2 separate regions of the Macaca mulatta genome follow, and region 1 is linked to region 2. The links are chromatin contacts, called in public Hi-C maps. All regions are on one chromosome and are shown on one strand. Each heading gives the region's core, a stretch centred on a gene start, on an enhancer-like site or on the middle of the called end of the contact. The rest is flanking DNA. Distances are from core to core; before and after follow the strand shown.

Region 1 (7,144 bases), core at 3,333-5,832, 43 kb after region 2:
ACTAGGCCAAAGATTGTTCACTACGGAAAAACCACACACATAATTCATTATTTTTGATTCTGGGTTCAGAGAACTCTAGTTAGTTTTAAAAATACGATTTCTACAGGACTTAATTTTTTGGCAGGTTTACATTATGTTATCTTCCTTAACGTTGAAAAATATCTGCTCATTTAAAAACCTGTTGATTTACATGTGGTTTAATTTAAAAAGAAATACGGGCCGGGGCGGTGGCTCATGCATGTAATCCCAGCACTTTGGGAAGCCAAGGTGGGGGGATCACCTGAGGTTAGGAGTTCCAGACCAGCCTGGCCAACACAGCAAAACCCTGTCTCTACTAAAAATACAAAAAAATTAGCTCGGCATGGTGGTGGGCACCTGTAATGCCAGCTACTTGGGAGGCTGAGGCAGGAGAATCGCTTGAACCTGGGAGGTCGAGGCTGTAGTGAGCCAAGATCACACCATTGCACTCCAGCCTGAGCAACGGAGCAAGACTCCATCTCAAAAAACAAAAAACAAACTAAAAGACATACGAATATTAATTAATTAGCTCACATCCACCATTACAAATTTTCTTTTTTTGAGGAATTCCTGGCAAGTTCCATGGTATGCCAAAGAGGCAGAAATGAAATAGATGCTGACTTTTCCACCTCTTTGGTAGCAGAGCTCCTCTGGGCTCTTCTGTTACTCCTGTATCACTTGGCACAACAGGCTTCCCCTTTAACATGGAAGGTATTCAATAAGGGCCAAAAATCGAAGGACCTGAGGGTCTACTCCCAGCTTTGTCCTTGGCTTTTTGGGACCTGAAGCAAGTCATTTAAACTTTCTAGGTCTAGCTCCTGTCTTCCATTTGCAAAATACATGGGGATGACTGAAAGGACCTCAAAAATCCCTTCCAACTCTAAAATTCTCTTTTTAAAAAACTGGTTAATTGGCCGGGCGTGGTGGCTCAAGCCTGTAATCCCAGCACTTTGGGAGGCCGAGACGGGCGGATTACGAGGTCAGGAGATCAAGACTATCCTGGCTAACACGGTGAAACCCCGTCTCTACTAAAAAATACAAAAAAAAAAAAACTAGCCAGGCGAGGTGGGGGGCGCCTGAAGCCCCAGCTACTCGGGAGGCTGAGGCAGGAGAATGGCATGAATCTGGGAGGCGGAGCTTGCAGTGAGCTGAGATCCGGCCACTGCACTCCAGCCTGGGCGACAGAGCGAGACTCCGTCTCAAAAAAAAAAAAACTGGTTAATTAATCTCAGTACTTTGGGAGGCTGAGGCGGGCGGATCACTTGAGGTCAGGAGTTCAAGATCAGCCTGGCCAGCATGGTGAAACCCCATCTCTACTAAAAATACAGAAAAATTAGCCGGGTGTGGTGGCACATCCCTGTAGTACCAGCTACCTGGGAGGCTGAGGCCATAGAATGGCTTGAACCTAGAAGGCGGAGGTTACAGTGAGATTGCGCCAATGCACTCCGGCCTGGCTGATGTCTCAGAAAAAAAAAAAAAAAAACCAACAACAACAAAACAGGCTAGTTGATTAAAAACAGGTTACACTGTCTTTTGGCTTTTTACTTAGATTGAAACTTCTTAAAAGAAGTCAGTGATGCCAAACGGAAAAAATCCATTAATCCAGCTGCTTGACATCGTGTATATATTTTCCTAAAATCAGTTATAACAAAAAAGTTCATCTCAAAATTAACAAAAATTTTTAGAATAAATTTTAAAGATGTAGCCTAAATGACAGTCAAGTGAGGCTCTGAAGGTCGAGTAGATACAAAAAGTAATACTGTAAGGAAACAGACTGTTCACTCTACGGAAACAAGTTGTAATGGAAGATTTAGGAGCTCATCTGTGCTCCACCACTAACTAAAGTTATTTAAACGTCTCCTCAAGTGTAAAATAATGGAGTTGGACCAGTCCAGAGGTGCTTTTGCTGTAGACTATGAGAGGGAGGAGAGCGAGGAGGTAAACAGAAAGGGGATGAGAAACTGAAACAAAGATATCCTTACATGATTAGCACATGAGGAAAGGTCCTTATCAAGGACCTGCTTCAGGAATTCTACAAACCCCAGATTGTGTGTAATTATGCATATGTGCAGAGTTCTGGGACGCATCCCTTGCTTTCACTAGATCCTCACAGGGGTTTCTGACCTCAAGAAAGTTAAGAAACACCGTACTAGATGATCTAAGATTGTCTCAGCTCAGAAGTCGAAATCATCATTTTTCTGTGACGAACTTGGAAGTTTTTTTTTTATTTTAAGATAGCTTTACCTCTCAACTTCCAATTTTAACACAATTCATAGACATTTAATTATGAAAAAGAAACAAAGTAAGAGGAGATGAGGAGTTACGGTTAGTAAAGTAGTCCCAGAGTTCTGACAAATTAAGTCTCTCGAAAAAGCCGAAATTAAAATCTAAATTGCTAAAGTTGGTGTCAAGTTAATTTGGGATTAACTGTTTCAGGCTCGGAGAAAAAATAAGATATGTAATAATTAAAGCCATATTACTTAAAAGAACGCTTGTCGTAGCAGCTTTGTAACAGTTACCTTTCCAACATGCAAGAGAAAACAACAAAGAACAGTATAACTGTTCCTTCCCCAAACTTAACTACTAAATGCACATTGAAACTCTTAAAAATCAATGAACAAAAACCTTCAAGATACATTTCTGTGGGGAATCATTTAGCAACAGATCTTTGAGCCCACATTACCCACTAGGAACCACTGAAGAGGTAAGAAAATAGGACAAACCTGGGCTCGAACTTCCAAAAGAAGCCTAGGAGAGAGAGAAGAAAACGTGAGATTAGATCCCGCAGCCGGGGAAAGAGGCAGCGTCGGCAACAGGGCGCAGAGGAGGCGGAGTCGAGCGCTCCACCGCAGCTGCCAAAAGTGCAAGACGTAGCTTCGCTCCAATCTTTCCCGGCCCCTTTCGGGCCCCCTCTTGGCTGCCTCGCCTTCCTCCCCGAGTCCCCAGTGTACAAACTCACAGACCCGGGACTAAGCCCGGAGTCTGAGAGGCAACTCCAAGTCGCTTCTTGGAGCTCAGCAAGTTAAAAAGCGGAGAAGCAAAACCCAGAGCAGTCGGCTCGCACCATCAGTCCCCCATCCCTGGCATCTCCGGAGTCCCCCAAATCCCGCCCGGCTCTCCGAAGCCCCAAGCAACTCGAAACGTAACACCCTTTTCTGGAATGAACTCGCGTTCTGAGCACCCAGTCTGCCCCTGGGGCCCGGGAGCCCCAACTCCGAGGCCGATCTCTTCCCCTGGAGCACAGGCCAGCTCGAATCGGACACTCGCCCCCAAACCAAAGCGCGAGCCCCCCATCCTCTCTCCCGAGTCCAGAGATGCAGCTCCTCTTAGTTTCAGGGATGCTGGCTCCTTCCGAGTGTTCAGTCCCTCCCTGGACCGCCAGCGCGCCTCCAGCCCCGGCGAGCTCCAGCCTAGGGGCTCCTGCCACAACGCCCCCTCCCCCCAGCTCACCAGTCCCGGGGGACATGGCCGGGGCAGCTTCGCTTGCCCAGCCTTCTTTCCTCCAGCCCAGAGTAAACTGGGGCTATCAAGCCTCTCTCCTGGAGAGGGCGTTGAGGGTCTCGGTCTGCCCTTTAACCCCAGGGGCGCCCGCACCTCCCGGGCTACGGGGCGGGGAGTCCCGCTCTTCAGCGAAGCCCGGTGGCCGCGCATCCCGCTCTTCTCCGCGCCCCCAGCAAAGTAAAGCGTGCGGCTCCTTCGCGCCGCAGCCCGGGCCCGGTGGGCCGGGGGCACAGCGCACGACTCCCGCAGGGCAGTGGCGCAGCCCGCTCCCCTCTTTGCGATCCGGCCGCGGAGGGGGGGCTCGGCCGGTTTACACCCACCCGGGCCCCGGGAAGAGGCGCGGAGGCGCCGGCGGCCCGCGTCAGCGGCCGGGGGCACGGCACTGCCCCGTCCCTGGGGCAGGGCTCGCTGCCGCCGGCCGCCACCTCCGTCCGGCTCCGTCGCCCGGCCCGACCGGGGCCGGAGCCGCCGCGGCCTAGTCCCGGAGGGAGACCGCTCCCGCGCCCGCTCCCGCCCCCCGGCCGGCCCCGCCGCGGCCAGTCGCCGCCCCGCGACCCCCGCGTTGCCACGCCGCCCTTCATGGGGCCGCGGAAAGAGCCCCGGATCCCCCAGGCTGGCTCGGGGGCCGCGGGGAGCCGCCGGGCGCCCGTTCCAGCCCGGCTGCTCCTGCCCGGTTTCCCTGCTCACCTCCGCCATATTGGTACCTTTAGGGCGAACGAGCAGCGCCGAGCCCAGTCCCCGGATGGGGCGCCTGAGCCAATCGCAGCCGCCGCCGCCGCCGCCGCCGCCGCCGCCGCGGTCCGCCCGGCACCCGCCCGGCGGCGGAGGCGGCACGGCCCCTTATAGGGCAGGGCGGCCCGCGACGCCCCCGGCCCGCTCGCACGCCCACACTGCCTGGCGCCCCTCGCCACCCGCGTGCCCGCCGCAGCCGGCCAGACGCGCACCCGCGCTTACGGTCCTTCTCCCGGCTGGAGTAAAGTTCCTGCGGAATTGGAGGCAAGTGGGGGACGGACGGACGCACGGGCGCGGGACAGACCCACGTCCAGCCAGTGGAGGCCCAAGAGCCGGCGGGCGCGTTTGGGGACCGACCCACAGACACCGCGGCGCGGGAGGGCGTGCGGGCAGGAAATTTGGACTGGCAGGAGATGTGCAGGGGAACTCGACAGACTCAACTTCCCTAAGAGGAGGAGGTGATCGATGAAATAGACGTGGGAGGAAGTCTGGGAAATGGGAGAAGAGGCTGGTGGATGGCAGAGTCAGTCCACAATGAGAGGACAACAGTCAGGCACTTTGCCATTTCCACGAAGAGACCTGCAGGAATGGGAGATGGAGACCGGTGTACACTGGCTTACGGAGTGGACAATGGAAGTAGACATTTGCCAAACAGGTTATTGACAGCACAGAAGAAAAGACAAAAGATCGACAGGGCAGAGAAATGATGCTGAACATACTTGTACAGTTCAAGAAGATGCCCAAAAAATATAAACTGTCCTGTTACGAAAAAAAATTAGACCAGTTCTAGGAATTGTTCATCACCAGTGTGTCTTAGGGGATGACCCAGAGATACTTGATACATCTGTTGAAGGACGGAAACAGCATATGAAAGGCCCTGAACTGAGTCTCAAAAATTCTACCCCCCACTTCCCTCACCTCTCCAAAAAGGCCAAACATTTGGGTAGGATCATAAAAGGAAACTAGTCCCCTGTGCAAGTGGATGGGTGAAAGACGGAGCATAAGGCTTAACAGGAATACCTGCTCCTACATGTGCCTTATGACCATTTGCTCTTCATTGGGGGAGATTACTCTCTGGAAGGGCCACATCCACACTGAAAGCCTTTGAGCCAAGTACACAAAAATATACGCTAACGGCTGATTGGAGAGTTAGGTCCTGCAGTTAAAGTAAGGTATGGAGTTGCCCTAGCAATTTCAGAGGACACATTGTCCTGAAGTGGGAGGCCAGTTTTATCTGTGGAAAAGAAAGTCGGCTGTAAGGTACAGGATAAGTGAGATGCAAACTCAATCAGGAATTATAGCAGGACCCTACAGGAATTTGGAGAGAGTGATCTCAGACACCAGAGCTCTTCCAGCTTTTTTCTAAAACATACATAATATTAAATGATAAAGACAAGTTTTTTAGAAGCCAGAACTTTTCATACTTTATACTTTTAATCCAAACATGAAAGGTCTTGATTTTAACCTGGGGTCCCTCCAATTCCCTTATTGCTGGAGCGCCTACTGTGGATGAGGCTGGAGACTGGAGGTAGGGAGAGGGTTATTTTCAAATTTTTTGCCAAGGCATCTCAAAATCAAGCTTATACCACGGGTAAAAGTTATTTATTTATGGAAATTTTAGGGAAAATCACTCCAACTATTTCTAAACATCATAAAGACATGGAAAATTACACTTTCCCTGCTGTGAAAGATATCTTTCGACCTTTTGTCCAGTCAAATAACTCAAAAACAGCTGAACTTTGAAACCAGACCTTGGCACACATTGTATGTATTCTCCTCAATGAGGCGTTCAGAGTTTTCAAAGTAAAAAAAAAAAAAAAAAATGGCTTGAAATTAAGTACAAGTGAATAACTTTAGAAATGAGGCAGTGAGCACACCCTGTGGACAGAGCCATGAAACAGTGCTCTGAGCAGCTGGACCACAGTCTGAGCCACGTCGAGAAAGTGTCTCCAACAACCTGCCTCATACATTACATTGGGAAAAACATTTTCTTCCCAGCAAACTTGGCTAATCCAAACTATAAATGTAGTCTTAGATTATATGTTTTGCCGTAATTGAAATATACACAGATTTATTCACTGCCATAAATCTAGTAGTGTTTCTGTAGACTCTCTTTATATTCAATTGTAAAGATTTTGTATAGGCATTTGTAATTTCGATGCTTATGTGCTCCCTATTGTAGTACATAGTGTAGGGAGTCTGAGTCCATGGTATTAAATAAGGATTCAGACAAAGATAAATGAAGCTACATTAATTAGCAGTTAAAGGAAGCAGAACTACTTTCCCCCACCTGATCACTGGAGAAAGTTTACCACCCAGTCTTACATAACACATTCTTTTATGATAAAGTGTGTAAAGTCTACTGTATGTAGATGGAGCTCTCATTTTTTCTGATTGACAAGACTTTCAGGAGTCAGTACAGATTAAAAATCCTTTTGTCCCAAGGAGTTGAAATTAAAATACTATTGCTTTTTACTTTTATTATCCTGTCACTATGCAACAGAGGGCATTATATAGAAAGTACTAGATGCTGGGCACTGTGGGACCACCATAAAAATGTCCTTGTCCCCCAAAAGCTTACAGGCTAAGTAATTTCTACAGGTGGTAAATGGATACGTGAGCAAGGAAAACTAAAAACCATAGTAACCTCCTAAGGAGAACCAAAATGTCATAGATCCTCCAACCATCTTTAGAAAGGAAATCAGAAAGGTTTATTTATAAACATGTAATTTGAGAGGCTTCCAGTAAATTCATACAATAAAATAAACAAGTATAAATATAAAAAATGAGGACCAACGAAACTAGACTAGGAGGTTACCACCACAGAAAAAATAAGAATAAGGATATGCAAGTTATGAGGTGTGACACAATACAATAGTTAAGCCATAAATGT
Region 2 (6,633 bases), core at 2,842-5,341:
TTTAGTATCTGTCTCCTGCACTAGAGCTCGGGACATAGTAGGAGTTCAATAAATTATTTAAAAATCAAGTTAATCTCATTTTGAGCTCTGGAAGTTATAATCTGTGCAGGCATACATGCCCTATTTATAGATATTTAGGACACTGATGTTAAAGATGATTTTACCAGCCAGGTGCTGTGCCTCACGCCTGTAATCTCAGCACTTTGGGAGGCCGAGGCAGAAGGACTGATTGAGCTCAGGAGTTCAAGACAAGCCTGGGCAACATAGTGAGACCCCATCTCTACAAAATTAAAAATTAAAAAATTAGCCAGGCATGGTGGTGTGTGCCTGTAATCCTGGCTACTTGGGGATGATAAGGAGGGAGGATTGCTTGAACCCAAGAGTTGGAGGCTGCAGTGAGCTATACCTTTTTTCAAAAAAGAACATTTTTCCTACACAGTATTTTTGTAATTTATAGCATAAATGGGCTTTAAATGGAAAAACACAGCACATACATTCTTATCTTCAATTGGGTAAATTATTTGGGGAAACTGGAAACAACAGGAAGTGGGAAAAAGAGTCAGAAGAAGAGAGTAATTTTGGATAGCAGCACATCTCCATGCCCATCATGGCCAATCTTTTGCTTGCTATCTATGATATATTATAAAACTGTCAATTTGTCATTCTTCATTCATCTGTATTTAAAATGTTATGTAAATCAATAAAGACACAGATGATTTAAAAGACACTATGAACCAATGACCTACTTGATATTTATAGAACACTAAACCCAACAACTACAGAATACACATTCCTTTTACCTGAACATGGTATATTCACCAAGATAGAGTGCATGCTGGGACATAAAACAAGTCAATAAATTTAAAAGAATTGAACTCATTCATGTTTTCGGACACAACAGAATTAAACTAAACACCAGTTACAATAAGATATCTAGAAATCCCAAATATTTGGAAATTAAAAACACATTTCTAAATATTTCATGGATTAAAAACATAAATCACAAAGAAATTTTAAAAATATTTTGTACTGAATGATAATGAAAATACAACATATCAAAATTCCTGAGATTTGGCTACAGTAATGCTTGGAAGGATAGTTATAACTTTAGATGCTTCTATAGAAATGAAAGAAGGAAAGACCAAAATCAGTGACCTAATATTTTATTCTGACAAACTAGAAAAAGAAGAGAAAAATAAACCCACTGTAAGTAGAAAACATAAAATACTAAAGATAAGAATATGACTGGTCACAGTGACTTATGCCTGTAATTCCAATGATTTGGGAGGCATAGGCAGGTGGGTCACTTGAGGACCAGTTCAGGCAACATAGTGAGACCCCATCACTAAAAATAAAAAAAGAAAGAAAAAAGACAAGAACAGAGGTCAACAAAATAAAAATTAAGCAGGGAAAAGTAATAAAGCCAAAAGCTGTTTCTTTGAAGATTGACAAACCCTCAATTACACTGATGAAGAAGGGAACACAAACCACCAAAATCAGGAACGAAAATGGGCTATTACAACAGATCATACAGACATTAAAAGGCTAGTAAGACGGTATTTATAAACAACTTTATACCAAGATATTTGACAATTTAGACGAAATGAACAAATTCCATAAAAATATAACTTACCAAACAACACAAGATGAAACAGACATTATGAATAGTCCCGTATCTTTAAAATAAGTTGAATTCATTATGAAAGAAAATTACAAGCCTAGATGTTTTCACAGGCAAATGCTATCTAAAAAATTTTAAAACATACTTCAAAATAATGTGGGATGACAATAGCATATGTTAAAACCTACAGGATCTGACCAAAGAGGTACTCATAACTCAGTAGTTATGTCAGAAATCCAAGGACAGATCAACATTTGACAATGTGTCATCATTCACTACATGAATAAAGGAATAAAAACTATATGGTCATCTCAATAAACAGAGAAAAGTATTTGATATTTATCATTCATTTAAAATTTAAAACAATAAAAAATTTTTGGAAAGTCAAAAATAGAACTTTAAAAAACTTCATAAAGTATACCTACCAGAAAATAACAGTAAATACTAAACTTGAAGGCAAAACCTCAAAACTAGAAGAATGCAGTAGACTTACACAAACCAATAAGGGTAGATCTTCAAGAAGTATTTTTGAGTAAATCAAAGAAGTTGTGGATCCTTATAGTATTTTGTGAGTACAATACTCACAAAATACTATGTATTTTCTATAAAAACATACGCAGGTATGTAAATACATAAAAATAAAACTGGCAGAAAACACACCAGTCTGATCATTTCTGAGAAGCGCCAAGGACCAGGATTGGTGGAAGCACAAGGTATAGAGTTTGGTTAAGGGTGACTTGAGCTTTAGCTACCATGTTTCTATTTGTACAACTTTAGATGCTTCCGTCAGAAAAGAAGAAAAGATTAAAATTAGTGACCTAATAACCTACTTTAAGAAACTAGAAAAAGGTTTTCATTAATTACTTACCTAACCAAAATTTAATTTTAATACCATAAATACAAAAAACACTGTAAAAATACACAAAAACTGATTTATTTTCTTTTTTGAGACAAGTACATTACCATAGGTAAAGATTAAAGTAGTTCTTTTGGGTTCTTTACTAAGTTTGGAGACTATAAAGAAACTTTCTTGTATGCCACTTATTAATACATCCTGGAACTGAATTGACTCCATTTATCAAGTCAGGTAAATCTAGATTATGCCAAATTATCAAACACAGAGTCTGATAGAAAAGCCTCTAGAGTTTGCTAACATTCTATACGATATGAATGAAATAGAGACACTGGTGGATACTTTTTCTCTTTATTTCTTTCAGAATAGAACAAATTAGTCCCGCAGCTACTGGCAATTGGCTTTTTTTTTTCTTTCTTTTTTTTTTTGAGACGGACTCTTGCTCTGTCACCCAGGCTGGAGTGCAGTGGCGGATCTCGGCTCACTGCCACCTCCGTCTCCCGGGTTCAAGCGATTCTCCTGCCTCACACTCCTGAGTAGCTGGGACTACAGGCACGTGCCACCAAGCCCCCGGCTAATTTTTGGTTTTGTTTTTGTTTTTGTTTTTTTGTTTTTTTAGTAAAGACGGAGTTTCGCCATGTTTGCCAGATTGGTCCTGAACTCCTGACCTCAGGTGATCCACCTGCCTCGGCCTCCCAAAATGCTGGGATTACAGGCGTAAGCCACTGCGCCCGGCCTTGGCTGAGTTTTTATTAGATCTGAGCCGTTCAATTTCAACTACTGTTTAGGATCCAACCTCGCTCTCAGGCAAAGAATAGAGGAAATGATACCAACGTATTTATCTGTCAATAAACACTTGGTGATTTGAATATGGTTAAGGGATTCCTGTAGTTTGCCCCCCTTAAAAGTGAACTTTGTCCAAACATGTTCTAAATATGTGTGTGCGTGTGCATGCATCTTGCCTTGACAAGGAGCAGTCGTAAAGGTCCTCTTAAATTTCACCTAGAGACAGACTACTTCCCACCTCATCCTCTGAGGTCAACATTAGCCTAAATACCAAAGCCAGATTAAGACGCTACAAGAAAACTACGGAACAATATCTCTCATGAACCCAGATGCAACACTTCTAGACAAAACTTTTCCAAATTGAATCCAAGACCATATTAAAAGGACAAAAGCATCTCAGTGGTTGCTTGGGGACTGGGGGAGGGGCTGGATCCCTATCTTGGTTTTGGTGTCGAAAACCTATCAAATTGTTCACTTTAAATACGTGCAGTTCATTGTATCCCAACCATACCTCAATAAAGCTGTTTTTCAGAAACATTTGCCCACGTAGTTTTGCCTTTGGGGTGAATAAAGAGAAAAACGAGTGAAAACAGGGCATCATGACATTTCGTTCTTTTACGTGTATATATTCGCAAAACGCCCAAACTGGTAACTTTGGGAACACGGGTTCACGCAGGAGAAGGGCTGCTGTCGGGGAGGGCTGAAACTCGGGTTCCCGAAGTCGGACTGCTCGGGGGCCACGAAGAGAGGGGGAGAGAACGTCGAGGAAGAGGCAGAGCTCAGGCGGACGGAGGATGGAACACAGAGCGCGGCCAGGACAAAGGGCAGGCCAGACCGCCGTGACAGAGAAACCAGGCGGTCCGCTCCCGGGATGCGGTCTCGGGGGCGAGTTGGCCCCTGAGGCCCGGTGACCCTTCGCCCGCAACCAGGGCTAGCGCCTGTGTGCGCCCACGGAAACACCCGACTGACTGGAGAAAGAAAAAGGGGTCAGGGGACCTCCTTCCAGCTCTACGCGCCTCTCATTCAGAGGTAGAGGTCAGGAAAGGGGAAGGACGGAGCCCCAGAGCAACAGAAGTCAGGCGGTGCCAGGGACACTGAGGGCGGAGCCAGGGGAAGGCTGCCGAGCGCGGTCCTCGCTCCTCCCAGTCCGGGACGGGCCCGAGGCCTCGATCCGCCTTCCCCGCGCCGTCCTGGTCAGGGCCCCGCGGGGCAGCCATGCCGGGACGTCTGCTGCGGGGCCTGTGGCAGCGATGGGGCCGTTACAAGTACCGCTTCGTTCCCTGGATCGCGCTGAACCTAAGCCACAACCCGAGGTGAGAGGGCGGGACGGCAGAACGAAGGGCGCCTGCCTTCAGTTCCCAGACGCCACCACGGCCGCGGGACGCGAGGCGGACTGCCTGAAGCGGACTGCCGGTCTGCTATGGGCAGGCCAGGGAGGGCAGGGACTGAGGTGGGCGGGCCGGGTGGGCGGGGACTGAGGCCGCGGAGGGGTTTAAGGACCCTGGGCCAGAAGCGGGCGGGGCCGAGGCTGGTGGAGTCAGAGGCGAGCTGGAAGCCTGAAGTGGGCGGTGGCTTCAGGTGGGCGGGGCCTATGTCCTGTTTCCCAGTGTCCGCCGCGCTGCCGGGCCCGCGAGGCAGGGCTCGCCAGCCGGAGGTGTCTCCTGTTTTGTATTGCGTTCCGCACTGACTAGGGACCTTGTATCTGGGGAAAAAATGGAAACTTTTTTAAAAGACCGCTCTTACCGCGTGAGAGTGCGTGGCTTTTTCTCCACCAAGCCTTAATTAGGTGCTTGAATTTCCTCAGAAAAGCCAAACCAGGGTTTATTTTCATAGTTCATACAAGTACTTCACGTGGTTAAAGAAGCCCGTCCCGGCTGTGAGAATAGCGTGGAGTAGCTCGCGCGTTAAGAACGGGCAGAACGCCACTCAAAAGCAAGTCGGGATGGTGGGTTTCGGATTGGGGTGCGTCCCGCAAGCGTTATTGAGGGCTCACCAGTGATCATCTCAACACCGTGCTCACCAAAGAGGCCGACCGGGCGTCCCTGAAGTCAGTGTCCGAAAAATAGGGAAACAAAGCCCTTTCCCGAAGGTTGCATACTAGGGAAACAGGAGATCAGTTGTATCATGACTACGGAACCGTGAGGCGGGAATTACAACTTTTTTGTTCAAGTAAAAATAATGCAGTTAGTACAAAAAGATAATGATTATGGAAATAAGAGATGCAGTCATTGAAGACGTTAGTACTCCTGGAGAGAGTGTCACAAAGTATACGATGTTGAATTTGTCTTTGAATCTACAAGGCCATTTCTAAAAAGCAATTTAATGTGAGGTCATTCATTGTCATTGTGATGACATTCAGCTTGGCTGTTGGGTGTAGTACGGGAAAGAGCTGAACTTACTTTCTGCCTCTGGCTCTCCCACTTACTGGCTTTGGGACCTTGGGCAAGTTCCTTAACAACTTTGCTTTCCTTGTCTGCAAAAATGGAATAATGTAAGGACCCCACAGCGTATGGTATAGAATGGGTCTTTCATAATTACTGGCTGCTTGGGTGGGAAGTGTTGGGAGTTAGCTAACTAGAACTCCCCCAAACAATTCTTTTCTGAACTTAGTTCCCAGCCCTTCACACACATGAGAATAAGCTTATAGTTCCTTAAGGCCAAGAACCCAAAAATTATGCAGATAAGTTTGGCTTTTACCAGTTGAAGGGTAGTGAATAGAAACTTTTCCCATTTTCAGGACCCTCCGGTATGTTCCAGAGGAATCCAAAGACAAAGTTATCTCAGATGAAGATGTCCTAGGAACGTTACTGAAAGTTTTCCAGGCTCTATTCTTAAATGATTTCAATAAACAACCAGAAATCTTGACTATGCTTCCAGAATCTGTTAAATCAAAATATCAAGACCTACTGGCAGTTGAACATCAAGGGGTGAAACTGCTTGAAAACAGACATCAACAGCAAAGTACCTTTAAGCCAGAAGAAATTCTTTACAAGACTCTGGGTTTCAGTGTTGCCCAAGCAACTAGCTCATTGATTTCTGCTGGAAAAGGTGTCTTCGTTACGAAAGGATTGGTACCAAAAGGCGCAGTCGTATCTATGTATCCTGGTAACAGCACGATTAATATTATACTTTGCCAAGCCTCTTATGTATTGATAAATATAAGTTCAATAAAATACCCAGCCTTGCAATCCTTAGAGTAAGGTATTAAATTGGAAACTTGAGTTTCCATAGATTTTTATAATTCTAATTCGGAAATTAACTGTTTGTAAATTGTTATATGTTAGAAAGTATCCTGGAGTATTCGTTGGGATAAATGCACTTTTTCTTTCAAGGAAAGCTTTCCTGTCAGTGTTTAAATTTAGAACATAGTATG

Evidence for each region. A called contact is a pair of places that touch in the nucleus more often than the background predicts.
Region 1: a contact with region 2 is called in a Hi-C map of liver, with 2.7 times the contacts expected there. The contact joins the promoter of MIER3 here to the promoter of SETD9 in region 2. A contact is called at or near these places in 2 of 14 Hi-C or Micro-C datasets (fetal cortex germinal zone and liver).

The regions. Positions count from the first base shown.
Region 1 is chr6:64,763,473-64,770,616 of T2T-MMU8v2.0, forward strand. It overlaps MIER3 (MIER family member 3), which reads right to left and starts at 4,583. Exons shown (of 13, transcript XM_078004745.1): 1 at 4,464-4,583; 2 at 2,742-2,766.
Region 2 is chr6:64,720,558-64,727,190 of T2T-MMU8v2.0, forward strand. It overlaps SETD9 (SET domain containing 9), which reads left to right and starts at 4,092. Exons shown (of 6, transcript NM_001194171.2): 1 at 4,092-4,573; 2 at 5,998-6,365. The coding sequence starts at 4,476.